2 separate regions of the Mus musculus genome follow, and region 1 is linked to region 2. The links are chromatin contacts, called in public Hi-C maps. All regions are on one chromosome and are shown on one strand. Each heading gives the region's core, a stretch centred on a gene start, on an enhancer-like site or on the middle of the called end of the contact. The rest is flanking DNA. Distances are from core to core; before and after follow the strand shown. Region 1 has its middle 13 kb from the start of Gm6268. Region 2 has its middle 33 kb from the start of Gm42406.

Region 1 (2,868 bases), core at 250-2,749, 160 kb after region 2:
TTGGTCCTGACAAGATAATTGCATTAGCACTTACAAGTCTATTTCGGGGAGACTCTTCCAGTTTCTGAATGCTCTCATCGATATTCACCACTATGTTTAGGAACTGTAATGAATGCGTACAGGTTGGAATGAAGAGTGCCTTTATAAAGACTGGAGACTAAAATAGTAATAGGTTTAGAAACCTTTGGTCTCATAGAAGTTCAGAGTACAATGGGAGTTTGGGAATGGGAGAAACATAGGAATGATGCCCGCATACTCCTCAAATCAGAGCTAGCAGGTCTTCATCCACTTGTGACTGGTTCTGTTTCTTGGTTATCTGTTTCTTGGCATAGGAAAACGTATATCTGAAGTCCCTGCCATTGACTGCTTGGCAGTATTTTTACAGGGAAGCTGAGATTGCAGTAAAAATGCGTCCATTTCAAGCACCGCTTTTGGGAAACACACTTGAGTGGCTCTCGTGGTCTGAAAATTATTTAACAATCCTAATCATTTCATATGAAAGAGAAGTTATGCTCTGAAATGCCGTTAGGGCAGAGGAAACAGCTTTGACCTAAATTTTATTTTATTCTGCCCCTCTTTCTGCACAAAGCTTCCCTGGTGTCGCCTGATCAACACAGAACTCTCCGTGAGAAGGCCTGGTGAATCAAGAATTGCAGGTGGCCTTTCAAAATCCATTTTCCCAACTGGGTTTCCTTGTCTGGCCTCAGTGGGTGAGAATGCACCTAGCTCCACGGAGACTTGATATGCCAGGGTGGGGGGATACCCGGGGGCCCCCACCTGCTCAGAGGAAAAGGGGAGGGACTGTGAGGGGGTCTGGGAAAGAAGGGCCATGGAGTTTATCACACATTCCTCTCAGCTGTGTTCTTGCTCCATTTGTTAGTGATCTTCTGTCTCTCAAACAGGCCGTTCACTTCTTGATAATAAGGCTATCTGTACTCATATGAAATTTTCAAAATACAACTGAGAATGGGCCAAGGGAGCATGTCATAAAATCCATGTCCTTATTAAGCTTTTAAGAAACATTCAGAAGTGAGGGGTGGCAAAACAGCGAAGTGGGTACAAGGAATTGCTGCCAACACTAACGACAAGCTTGGTCCCTAGCACGCATACTGCAGAAGGAGAGACCCAACTCTGCAGATTGTCCTATGATCTCAACACATGCATTATAACACATACCCACAGACATTTACACAAATAAATAAGTGTTAATCATAAAGGAAGAAAAAAAGCAATAATCACCCAGAAGGGAGTTCCTTTCATGAACGTCAGCTGTAATTTTTCTGCAGGCACTAAGACCATAAGTAAATTACGCTGAGCTTTGTATTTAACCAGACTAAAATCTGGACCTTTTTCCCTTGGGCCCTTTGCCATAATCACAGAGAAAACTCAGTCTTGGGCGAATGTCTGTTGGGAGGTAGAAAGACGAGGCCCAAGTGTTGGTGTGGGAAAAGCAGTGAGGATAGCTGAGTCACCTCCCTCACTGGAGGGTGACCAGGAAAATAGGAAATTACTATGCACAGTGGATTGTGGGATTGTGTTTTGTTGCCAGCTGGTGAGTGGCAGAGCTGGAATAAGAACCCAGGCAGCTGGCTCTACAAGCTGTGTTCTCAACTCCCAGGCTAGACAACCTCTCAGGAGAGTCAGGGACTCTCTGTCTCTGTGCCTGTCTGTCGTTTCACTCCCAGTTCCTAACAGACAATAGCTGTTAAAAAAAAAAAAGGCTTGTGCAAAGAAGTCCCTCTTCTGTCCCTACAGTTCCTTATGATTATTGTCTCTGTCATTTCAGATGCTATTGCTTCCGGAATTTTTCAAATGAATCTGTACAAGAAGATTGTCTCTGCATTTGGTGATTGTCTTAATCATTTGGTGACACTGTCAACACACACACACACACACACACACACACACACACATTCCATCAAAATGAGTTTCCTGCTTATTGCACTGAGGGAGACCATAGAGCACTAACTGAAGCAGCTCAACCCCAGGATATTATGGGATTTGGACTTTGGTTGGGTGGTTTGGAGGAAGTGAGTTGTGGTTTGCTCTAGATTGGGCGTGTCAGAAGGCACACACGTTCTGTAACAAGAGGATCTTGATAAAATCTTATTCAGTAAGAGGGCAGACTAGACCAGAGCTAAAGGTCTATGGGGCAAGCAGCAGCAGGCACACAGGATCTGGGAGAGGGGTGTTTTGTCACTGCAGTGGCTTGGGCAGTATTCATAGTCTGTCTGAATTCAGACATTATAGAGTGCTCTTGCTTTTGTCTGGATCCATCATAGTCACAGAGCTGCCTTGTCTGATGCTGGCGTCCTGTGTTATTATGTTCAGCAGAACACCAAGACCTACTTTAGTGTCGCAACCATTGCCAGAGCAGCTCCTAGCAACCTCAGGGCCTAGCTGATAGCTCTACTTCCACTCCTGAATGGAAAAAAAAATGCTTTTTTCTTATTCAGATCACCCTTTCCCAAGAAAGTTTTTTTGCAGGGAGCTTTCTTAGGTGTGCTGTTTGAGTGGACTCTTGGTTGTTCTCACCACGTAGGCATGCCTATCTCCAAGCCTGTGTTCTCTTATCCTCACCAAACTGATGTGTCTCCATCTACCCAGCCCATGACACATTTCTGAGCTAACAGCCTAGCCTGTTGCTGTGATAAACACCATAGCCAAAAGTCACTTGGGGAGAGGGTCCATTCCAGCTTCAAAATTACAGCCCATCATCAAGGGAAGCCATAGTGGAACCTGGAGACAGGAACTGAAGCAGAAGCCATGGAAGAGCACTGCTTTTAGCCCGCTCCCAAACACATGTTCAGTTACCTGTCTATGACAATGTATGTGCACCCTCGTTTGACTCCCAGAAGGTCAGTGCTA
Region 2 (2,831 bases), core at 253-2,752:
TACCCACGCCAGTATCCCCAGCATTGGAGGGCAGAGACAGCCATATCCTTGGAGCTTGTTGGCCAGCCTGCCAGACTAAAATGGCAAGCTTTTGGTTCCCTGGGAGACTCTGTCTCAAAAAGAAAAATAAGGCAGGAAGCCATAGCAGAAGACTATCTGACATCCTCCTCTGGCCCCTGCATACAGGTTCATGCGCATGTGCACGCCCTCCTTCCCATATATACATACCCCTCTCACACACACAGGAATGAAGGTTCTAGAGCCTGATAGCCTAGTGGGTACAGCTCTCATGTTTCTTACTAGAATGAGCTTGGGGACGCTATCTAATCTCCCAATGCCTTAACTTTGTCACTTGGAAAACAAGAAAAAGATAAAGGAAGTTAAACGTAGAATTGCAGAGTACTCAAGTGGTAAATGCTAATCTTGTCTCTAGTGAAATGGTTTCATGAGCACCATGGGTATTCCAGGGCCTGTTTTCGCCTGTGAACTAGTGAGGAAGGGAGAGTGAAGCCTGCTCCCTGCTCTCAGAAAACCCATAAGCTAGTGATGAAGGCGAGGGTGAGGATGTCTAGACAGAGCCTGGCAGAGGCAAGGACTGAATTTGTGGGAGGGACTGGCAGAAGGAAGAGGCAGGAAAACAAGATTTTATAGGAAATGGAAAGCTTGACCTTGGCGTCTCCTGGACAGTCCTGAGACACTGATATGTAATAAACATCAAAAGCCCCCTAGTGCTTCATAAGAAATAGGTCCTGCACCAAATTTCTCCCGCAGGTTTTCTTTACCAAGACCAGTTAACTAGAGCCTCCATTCTGTATTTTGAAAATCAGAGAAATCCCAGACTAACATCACACAGTTAGACACTCACAAGTGTAAACACGGTTTTGAATATTTTTCCTTAGGAGATTCCACTTTTCTTTTGTGGTTAAGCCAGAGGATCCCCAAAGGCAGTGGGCTACATTTTACACATCTCCGTTCTGTCCCCTTCTTCCTTCCAAACACTTATATTTTGAAAAGCCTCACATTTACATTTTTCTTATTCAGTTGACGGAAAGTGTCTAGACCTGGAGATTATAGTTCAGAGATAACATGCTTGCATAGCATGTACAAGGTCCTGGATTCAAACTCTATATAACACACACACAAACACTAGCAACAACAACAAAACCTGGGCCCTTTTTCTAACTCACACACTTAGTAGGGGTTTCCCAGATGTGGGAGGACTCACTCTGTGTTTAAATTATTGCGATCAAGGACAGGGTGTGGGTAAAGGGAAATCCTTTATTGGTCTGTCTCTCAGAAAAACCAATGAAGCCATTGAAGCTTGTCTGGTTCCCCCAAGTAGTTAAAAAGAACAATAGAATCAAGAGTTCCTGGTGTTCTCTGGAGCTGATTTTGGCAGATGATAAGCAGCTTGTAAAAGGGCTTATTATTTGAGTAGAGCTTTGGCTGCCTGACTTTTAAGGTTGATTATTTATTTCTCATGTTGTATAACAGGAGCATTGGGCAATGCTCAGGAGACGCCTTCCGGGTCAGCGATGTAAGGGCTTCCGACCCAACTGTCCCCTCCCAGCAGAACTGGCCTCTGGCCACAGAGTAAGGGAACCAGGCTGGGTGTCTTGTCTCGACTCTGTCCACCAGACAGGCTTTCTCACTGGTTTCCTTAGATGTTGAAAACATCAACATTCCCCGCTAGTCCCAAGAAAAACATTTCTCTGTGCGTTTAAGTTCTTAGACCTTCACTGGTAGCATGACCTGCTTTGGAAAGATTTTTTTTTTTTGAATACAGAGCTTGGTTATTTTCAATAAGCCACTGTTATGGGGCCCCTGCAACTCAGTGAGTAGAGGCTTTCTAACTGGGTAGTATGAAAATCAGCCACAAGTTTTCTGTCTGCAAAGGGTGCAAGGCGGAAGTTGTCACTGGCCTTTTTGTTCAGAGCTGTAAAGCATTGCACTTCCTTGCTGAGACAGGATTCCGTAGCTTACTGAGAGATCCAGAGCTAACTTTAGACATTTCAGTGGAAGGAAGTTCTTTTTTTTTCTCCCTATGCTAAACTTTAAAAATGGGTTGGGCCTGATCCCACAAGCAATTGAAATAGTTTCAATAGTGAAAAACCTAGTTGCTTCTCTGTCTGTCTGTCTGTCTGTCTGTCTGTCTGTCTCTCTCTCTGTGTCTGTCTGTCTGTCTGTCTTCTTTTTCTTTTGTCTGTTTTTCTAATAGGAACCAGAATTTTGGAGGCCGTTCTGTATATAGATGCTGGGAATCATCATTTGTATTAGGGCTGTCAGCGACATGGGAAAGAGCAGTAGGAGGTGATGGGACCCAGGGGGAGATTTCGTGAGCTACTCGATGAATTTTGGATGATGTCTGATATTAGGAAGCTGTGTATCTCTGAGAGAGGTTGCCTTGACCTTGGAGTTACTATTTCAAGAAGACCCTCTCTCCCTCAGAGACAGTGTTTTATTGACGAATGACTTGAAGATGTTAAAGACAATCATCCAGGCAGAATTTACTTCTCTAAAAGCAACTGTACCTAAGCACTGAAATCTTTCACATTCTACATTGATGACTATTTTGGCTCCTACTTTAGCCAAAAGAGGCTAGATTCGGATACAGAAATGAGCAACATGGGCTTATGTGTTTTATACATAAATTTTGGTGTAAACTAGTTGGCCCTCTTCTATCACACAAAGAAAAAGACAGCTGAAAGTTCCCATGCTTTAGTTGCCTAAAGGTGACACATACAACTTCTGCATACATTTTATTGACAAGCATTGGGTCCTTCACTTCAGTCTAACTGCAAGGGATGTGAGCTATGAAGAGGTGTACCTGT

Evidence for each region. A called contact is a pair of places that touch in the nucleus more often than the background predicts.
Region 1: a contact with region 2 is called in a Hi-C map of bone marrow-derived macrophages, with 7 times the contacts expected there. The contact joins two enhancer-like sites. A contact is called at or near these places in 1 of 39 promoter capture datasets (neural stem cells), 7 of 15 datasets of contacts at CTCF or cohesin (CD8 T cells, embryonic stem cells, hippocampal excitatory neurons and 3 more), 226 of 484 Hi-C or Micro-C datasets (the 3T3-L1 cell line, 3T3-L1-derived adipocytes, the 63-12 cell line and 117 more), 19 of 115 datasets of contacts at active chromatin or transcription factors (CD8 T cells, PVALB interneurons, Th17 cells and 14 more) and 3 of 9 other capture datasets (adipose tissue, liver and pancreatic islet).

What each region holds. Positions count from the first base shown.
Region 1 is chrX:36,388,647-36,391,514 of GRCm38.p6, forward strand. No RefSeq gene overlaps it. Among named protein-coding and RNA genes, the nearest start is that of Gm6268, 13 kb to the right of the region's middle. Within about 2 kb of position 1,500, at least 34 of the 459 cell types and tissues checked have an H3K27ac peak or open chromatin away from gene starts, as enhancers often do. A contact at or near this core is called in bone marrow-derived macrophages, where this site is marked.
Region 2 is chrX:36,227,534-36,230,364 of GRCm38.p6, forward strand. No RefSeq gene overlaps it. Among named protein-coding and RNA genes, the nearest start is that of Gm42406, 33 kb to the left of the region's middle. Within about 2 kb of position 1,503, at least 16 of the 459 cell types and tissues checked have an H3K27ac peak or open chromatin away from gene starts, as enhancers often do. A contact at or near this core is called in bone marrow-derived macrophages, where this site is marked.